2 separate regions of the Hordeum vulgare genome follow, and region 2 is linked to region 1. Evidence: chromatin contacts called from public Hi-C data. All regions are on one chromosome and are shown on one strand. Each heading gives the region's core, a stretch centred on a gene start, on an enhancer-like site or on the middle of the called end of the contact. The rest is flanking DNA. Distances are from core to core; before and after follow the strand shown. Region 1 holds the start of LOC123452224 (scarecrow-like protein 34). Region 2 holds the start of LOC123397871.

What was found. A called contact is a pair of places that touch in the nucleus more often than the background predicts.
Region 2: a contact with region 1 is called in a Hi-C map of leaf, with 2.9 times the contacts expected there. The contact joins the promoter of LOC123397871 here to the promoter of LOC123452224 in region 1. A contact is called at or near these places in 2 of 6 Hi-C or Micro-C datasets (leaf and seedling) and 1 of 1 datasets of contacts at active chromatin or transcription factors (embryo).

What each region holds. Positions count from the first base shown.
Region 1 is chr5H:87,372,550-87,376,284 of MorexV3_pseudomolecules_assembly, reverse strand. LOC123452224 (scarecrow-like protein 34) reads left to right here and starts at 1,780. Exons shown (of 2, transcript XM_045128839.1): 1 at 1,780-3,735. The coding sequence starts at 1,959.
Region 2 is chr5H:88,017,198-88,020,932 of MorexV3_pseudomolecules_assembly, reverse strand. LOC123397871 reads right to left here and starts at 2,023. Exons shown (of 14, transcript XM_045092392.1): 1 at 1,694-2,023; 2 at 1-377. The coding sequence starts at 1,717.

The DNA of each region.
Region 1 (3,735 bases), core at 531-3,030:
CACTTGATCAACTGGGAAAAATTAAAAAAACCAAAACATCTAGGAGGACTAGGGTTTCGGGATATGGAAATTTTCAATAAGGCGATGCTGTCTAGACAGATTTGGAGGCTGATTCAGTTCCCCGAGTCGCTGTGTGCTAGGGTTCAAAAGGCTAGGTACTTCCCCAATACACATGTGCTTGAAGCGGCCCCAAAATCGGGCATCTCCTACTCATGGCGAAGTCTGTTGCATGGGCTGGAGCTAATCAAGGAGGGCTACATTTGGCGCATTGGCGATGGCGAGAGTGTCAGCATTTGGCGGGACCCTTGGATTCTGAGACCGTGGTCGATACGAGTGATTACGCCTCGGCGGGGAAACCTACTGGAGTACGTCAGCGACCTTATCGATCCGGCTTCAGGGACCTAGGACAAGCGACTTGTTCGGGAGACTTTCTGGACTGATGATGCCCGGTATATCCAGTGAATCCCGCTAAGAGAGGGTGTGCCGGACTTTGTGGCCTGACAGTATGATAGCAAGGGAGCACATTCTGTGAAAAGCGCATACAAATTGCAAGTAAAGCTCATCAAACCTCGGTAACAAGGAGAAGTGGGTTCTAGCTCAGCAGCAACAATTATAAGCCTAGGCTCGAACGACTCTTGGACGAGGATGTGGAAGCTACCAGGCCCGAGAAACATTCAGATGTTCGCCTGGAGGTTGAAGCATGGGTCTCTGGCACTCTGCTCGAACCTCAAGAAGAGGGGCATTCCAGTGGAGGACACTAAGTGCCTCTTCCGTGGGAGGGCCGAGGAAGATGGAGGACATCTCTTGATCAAATGCAAATATGCTAAGGTGGTCTGGAGGGCGTTGGAGCTGGAGAAGGAAAGGAGGGATCTGCAAGAAATTCCATCGGTGTATCGTGCCTTAGACTACATATGGAACTTGAGTGAGATAAAACGCATGCACATCCTCACGTTCTGGTGGCTCTGGTGGTCCAACCGAAACAAACTCAGGGAAGGGGAGTTGCCGGAGCCTGCCGAGGAGGTGGCAAGGAGATCCAGGGCTAATGTGTTGGAATATATGCAAATATTCAGTGCGCCAAAACCCGGGAAGTGCCCCACTCGGTGGAGACCGCCTCCAGGTGATATGATAAAGATTAACGCAGATGGCTCATTCATCCCGGGGCAGGACAACTCGGGATGGGGCGTTGTTGCTCGTGATGCTACCGGAGAAGTAATCGCTGCGCGCGCGGGTCGGCAGGATCATGTACAAAATGCATTCGCTGCTGAGGTTTATGCCCTCTCACATGCAATATCACTAGGTGCTGATCTAGGCTTGGTGAAAGTTATCTTCAAGACTGATAGCATGCTGCTTATGGAAGCTATGGACCTTGCTCGAGTGGATGCGTCGGCGTATGCAGCGGTGATTGAAGACCTAAAATACCAACTGGAGATTTGGTTCTCCAAGCATAAGATAACGGTGTGTCGCCGAAAGGCAAACTTCGCTGCGCATCAGCTAGCTAGCATTGGTCGTATGTATGAAATTAACCACTTTGAGGAGTGGGAGAGCCTTGTTCCTGCCCAAGTGGCAGCTTGTGTTGAGGATGATTTGCACTCGCACCGTTATAGTTAATGAGAATTGATGTTGCCTTTAAAAAAGAAGGAGACGACCTCTTCTTGACCGGACCGATGCCGGGCCGAACCTAACCCGACCACAGCCCAGCCCACAGCCCACAGCCCACAATGCCGGCCGCCGCAGAAACATCAGAATATTCCGTCCACCAGCGTGTCCCTCCTCCCTCTCTTCCTCTCCCTCATCCCCTCGCCTCACCTCCCCATTCCCCTTCTCCCTCCCGTCTTCTCTCAGTTCCGGTGGCCAATCCCCCCTGATCCCACCCTCCGCTCCTTCGCAGAACCTTCCGCTCCCAACCTCTACAAAACCACCAAAACCCCAACTTGCCCTCTCCCACCTCCCCCGCCGCCATGGGCTCCTCCTCCTACCTCCCCCACGACATGGATTTCCCCTCCTACCTCCCCGCCGACACGGGCTCCCCCGGCTCCGGCGACCCCTCCCTCAACCTCTACCTATCCGACCTCATCCCCGGCTCGCCCTCCGCCTACCTCGACCTCCCCCCGACCCCGCACCACGAGCAGGAGCAGCAAGAACCCTCCCCTGACGGCCACGACGCCGCCGCCGGCGGCGGCGGCGGCGGCGGCGACTCCCCCTCCTCCACGCCGGAGGACCTCGTGCTGCCCTTCATCTCCCGCATACTCATGGAAGAGGACATCGACGACAAGTTCTTCTACGACTTCCCCGACAACCCCGCGCTCCTCGAGGCGCAGCAGCCCTTCCTCGAGATCCTCTCCGATCCCTCCTCCAACTCCACCTCCGACGACAGCAACAACCGCGCCGTCTCCCCGTGCTCCCCCTCCGACGCCTCCGTCGGCACCGCCGCCCAGCTGCCCCCCACGCCCGCCGCCGTTGACTCCTACGACCGCTTCCGGTACGAGCCCGTCGACCTCGATCCCGCCGCCTTCTTCGGCGGCGGCGCCAACTCCGACCTCATGAGCTCCGCCTTCCTCAAGGGGATGCAGGAGGCAAACAAGTTCCTGCCCAGTCAGGACAAGCTCGTCATCGACCTCGAGGCCTCCTCTGGCCAGTTCTTCAAGGGCGTCGAGGAGGGCAACAAGTTCCTGCCCAGGGAGGACAAGCTCGTTGCTGGATTCAATGGCCACGCAGCTCCTGCGTCGGCGCCGGCTGTGCTCAGCGTAAAAAAGGAGGAGGCGGTGGATTCGGTCTCGGCCAACTCTGGTGGCGGCCGAGGTCGGAAGAACCCCTACCATGATGACGAGCTGGAGCAGGAGGGTGGCAGGAGCAGCAAGCAGAGTGCGCTGGGAGACGACGTCTCTGCACGGGAGATGTTCGACAGGATGCTGATGCCCTCAGACGAGATGTGCATCGTGCAGATGGAGAACCTGCGGATCGCCATGCAGGAGGCGGTGGCAAAGAATGATGGCGGCGGCGGGAAGGGGGGCAACGGCAAGGGGAGGGGCCGGCGTGGTGGTTCCGATGTGGTGGACCTGCGCACGCTGCTCATCCATTGCGCGCAGGCTGTTGCCACGGATGACCGCCGGAGCGCTACAGAGCTGCTGAAGCAGATCAAGCTGCATGCTCGCCCTGATGGCGATGGGACTCAGCGCCTCGCGCATTGCTTTGCAGAGGGCCTGCAGGCGCGGATGGCGGGCACAGGTGGCCTCGTACACCAGTCGCTCATGGCAACACGCATCTCAGCTGTGGACATGCTCAAAGCTTACCAGCTGTACATGGCAGCCATCTGTTTCAAGAAGGTGTTTTTCCTATTCTCAAATAGTACAATCTATAATGCCTCCCTGGGGAAGAAGAAGATACATATCATCGATTATGGTATACAATATGGGTTCCAGTGGCCGTGCTTTCTGCGACGGATATCACAAAGGCCTGGAGGGCCGCCAAATGTTAGGATCACTGGTATCGATCTCCCCCAGCCTGGGTTCCGGCCAACAGAGCGGATTGAGGAGACAGGGCGCAGGCTCAAGAAGTATGCCCATGAGTTTAATGTGCCGTTCCAGTACCGCGTCATCGCGAGGGCAAAGTTGGAGTCGCTCCGCAAAGAGGATTTGGACATTGATCCTGATGAGGTACTCATTGTTAACTCCTTGCTTCAATTCAAGAACTTGATGGACGAGAGCGTTGTGCTTGAGAGCCCAAGGGATGTTGTGC
Region 2 (3,735 bases), core at 774-3,273, 640 kb before region 1:
TTCCTGGGGGCTGAGAGGAGCAGCTGGATGCACCTCTTGGAGTGCGCGTCGGCGGCGACGTGGAGCGGCGTCCGCGTGAGCTGGTCCCTGGCGTCGACGGAGGCCGGCGTGATCCCGTACTCCCCGTCGAGGAGGAGCCTGGCGCACTCGACGGCGTCGTGCCTGCAGGCGAGGTGGAGGAGCCTGTTGGACATCTCCTGGTCGAGGATCCTGGCGGCGTCGGAGCCGCCGTTGCCGCGCAACCGTCCCAGCGCCGCCTTCTTGATGCTGTCCACCGCCGCGAGGAGGAGCGCGGTGTCATCCTCCACGACGGCGCGGGACACGTCGGTGTCCTTGCCCATCCTCTCCGTCGTCCCGCCACCCTCTTGGCTCAAGCCCTGCACCAACCAAACCGAATCATCATCAAAATTTAAAAGTGACAAGTCAAACTCGCTGCAAAAAAATCCCAAGAAACATTTTTGTGTAGACGCCCGAAAAATCGCGCGCGAAAACCGAGACGAGAACCGATAGATCGAGAACAACATGACAAAAGTGAAGTATGGGAGAATGCAGCCAAGGTACTAGCATCATGACAAGAGTGGCGGTCTGCAGCCGGCCAGAGCGCAGGCACGAAACTGGAAACTGGATCGCCTCGGGGAGGGACACGCAAGGGAAAGAAGAACAAGCAGGCGCGACGAAAGCTCGGTCGGGAAAGCGCAGCTAGCGGGCTCTCGCTTGGCTCGAATCATGGAGGAAACGCGGACTGGTCACGTCGGTCGATCACGGGCCGGGGGCGACACGACGCCCGAGAACGAAGCTGGGAAAAGGGTCTGCTCCACGTCCAAAGCGATCGCCGAGGACGGAAAGCTTTCCGGTTATGATCGGAAGCGTGGAATCTCGTCTTCGTTCTCTCTCTCTCCACCGGCACCAGCAAGGGCCTGCCTCTGCCTGCCTCGTCAAATCAAATCGGGCCAAAAGAAAAGCCAAGACAAGCAAAGCCGGAAGGAATATACTAGATGACCTCATCAAACGACACCACCATGAGGAAGAAGAACACACGCGTTTGCGTTTCCTAATCTGATGTAAAAACTTGGAACTCGTGGGATAGAAAACCCCAAAGCAACACCCGATCGAGCCGAATGGCGGTAGAACACGCGCATGCAGGGCAATCGGACGGAAACTGAACTCGCTCTCCCCTCGTGAGGCTGCTAGAAAACGGACAGAATAGCGCACAGGATCGGAATCAGCACTAAGAAGAAAGAAACTAGCATAATTAAGCACCCGATGAAGCAAACGATTGATGAGCAAAACCAGAGCAAATGCACGGAATGGTCGGACGAAGGACGCACAAGCCCGGCGAGAAGAGAACTGGGGCCGGATCAAATCCGTGCGAAACACCCGGACCAATCCTCCCAAAACCCCAAGGAACAGGGGCAAGGAGAAAACCCCAACCCAACCCCGAAGCCAAAACGAAGCGACCCATCAGAACCAACGAAAACGAAGTACGCCGGCCTCCTCGCCGGCCGGGCCATGCAAAGCAAAACACCGACGGCGGAGGTCATCGGCGAGCCCCACCCAAAACCGCAAGGCCGAAATCATCTCGTACGTACGTACCGCGAAGAAATGGATGGAATCGAACACGCAGGGGGGGGCAAACAAAGCAGCAACACGCAGGTCACGCACGCAGCAATGCAGGCGGCGCTCGCGCTCTCACCTCTCCCATGCGCGCGGCCGGCATCGTGGAAACCCTCGCCGCGCCTGCTCCGCTGCTCGTGGAGAAACCCCTCACCGCCCTCCCCGGCCCTCGCTCGCACACACAAACAGACACCCTGCGCCTCCGCTCGATCGCCCTTCTCTTATGTAGATGTAGACCAGTGCTAGCGGAGCGCTCCTCCTCTCCTCCGGCACCCACACACCCACCGCGCACGGCGAGCCCAGACTGCAAAAGCAGCACTTATCCTGCGCTGGTCTGTCTGCCTGCCTGCCTGCCTGTCCCTCTCTTGTGACTGTCTCTCTAGCACAGCATGTCTCGGTAGCCGGTACCCACCCCACCCGTTGCTCACAGCTATCGTGCCCCACCACACCTCCCTCCCTCCTCCCCCCATTAAAAGCTCCACGCTTTTTGCCGTTCCTGACATGCCCGGGGCGCCGTGCGCGGGACGTAGCACGGAAACGGAAACGGGAGACCCCGTCGCGGTCGAGACGCGTGGCGCTCCACCACCGGCCCCCGGAAGCTGCCTCGAAGGTGGCGGGCGGGGTGTGCGGGAGTGGGACCATCGATCGACCTCCTGTCCTCCGGATGAGCTATGGCTAGGGTAGGGTAGGGTAGGGTAGGGTAGGGGTGGGCGGGGCTCGCTTTGGTCCGCTTTGTCGATCATCGCCTTCCGCTGGGCCCCCGCTGCCGTGTCAGAGCGGAGGGGACAGCCGCTGCTGCTGAGCCGGAGCTGTGGGGGCGGCCGGCCGGGCGGTGCTCGTCGAGGAGAGAGAGAGGAGGAGGAGGAGGAGGAGGGTTTCTGCTGCTGCGCGTTGGGTGGCTGACCGGTGGGGTCGGAGAGCCGTGGCCCCGGAGTGGCAGCGTGCGGTGCTGGGGTTTTGCGGCGAGGGGTTTGGTTGGTTGGGAGGAGGAAAGAAGGTGGTTTTGTGGCGTATCTTCCTCGGGGCGCGCGGAGATAGGCGTGTGTTGGTGGGGTTGGTACGTACGTACGCTGTGGACGCATGAGGACAGGGACGATCGCGGGGACCCGGGGTGGACTGGACCGGCGGACCCATGGACGGATGGATTGACGGATCAGAAGCCAATGGAACGGGATAATGATTGGTGCACACCATCGCTGCTGCTGTGTGAACGAACGAGCGTGGGGTTCGTGTTCCATCCGTGCGTTCGTGCGTGTGTATGCATTGCCGCATGGGCATTGGCATGCCTTCCGGTGGGAAAGATTCATTCATTCATTTCGTCGTGTGGCCGGCGGAAGGAAGGAATTGCTTTGCTTCTTCTGTTTGGTGGCATGGATCTATCGCGCACCGTGAAGTTGCCACCGCGGGGGGAGGCTCGTGAGGAGGCGCGCACACGCCGCGCGTTTCCTTTCGTGGAGGGGGCATCGGATTGGGCCGGGCGCGCGTGCTCCTTAGGTCTAGCAGTGCGGGTGTGGCAAATACACGGTGAGAAACTAGTACTACAACCTAGCCGCTTTGTAAGCATGCAGAAAATGCATGTGTGCTGGTGTGAATGTGCTACGAGGAAGGAATCTGATGGGTTTGAAACGGGACAGCCAACGGGCTAGTCAAGCGGCCGTGCGTGCGTGCGTGCGTACGGTTAGTTAACGTTGGTGCGTGCACCGGGCGGGCTACATGAGGCGATCGATCAATGCGCGCGCGCGCGCACAAACGTTCTTGTGCATGCATGCATGCTTTTCCGCTTTGCTGCTTCACTTGGACCACGGGATCAGGTGTCAGGGCCCCCCCGATCGAGGGGACAGCCTGTGTGTGCGCCACAGGAGTACGTACGTAACCTACGATCGCAGGAGCTTTGGATCACCAATCAACAATCCGCGTGACCCGGGTGGTCGTTGTACTGTGCCATCTCCTCTAGTGCGCGCGCTCGGCCGCTGACGGGTGGGGCTGCGATGCGGGAGCGGCCCACTCGCCAGTGCCATGGGTACGTAAGGTTAACAAATGTTCGCATATCCTTCTCGGTAGGCGCGCGCGGAGGAGGAGGATGCTGCTGATGAATGATGATGATGATGATGATGATGGAAG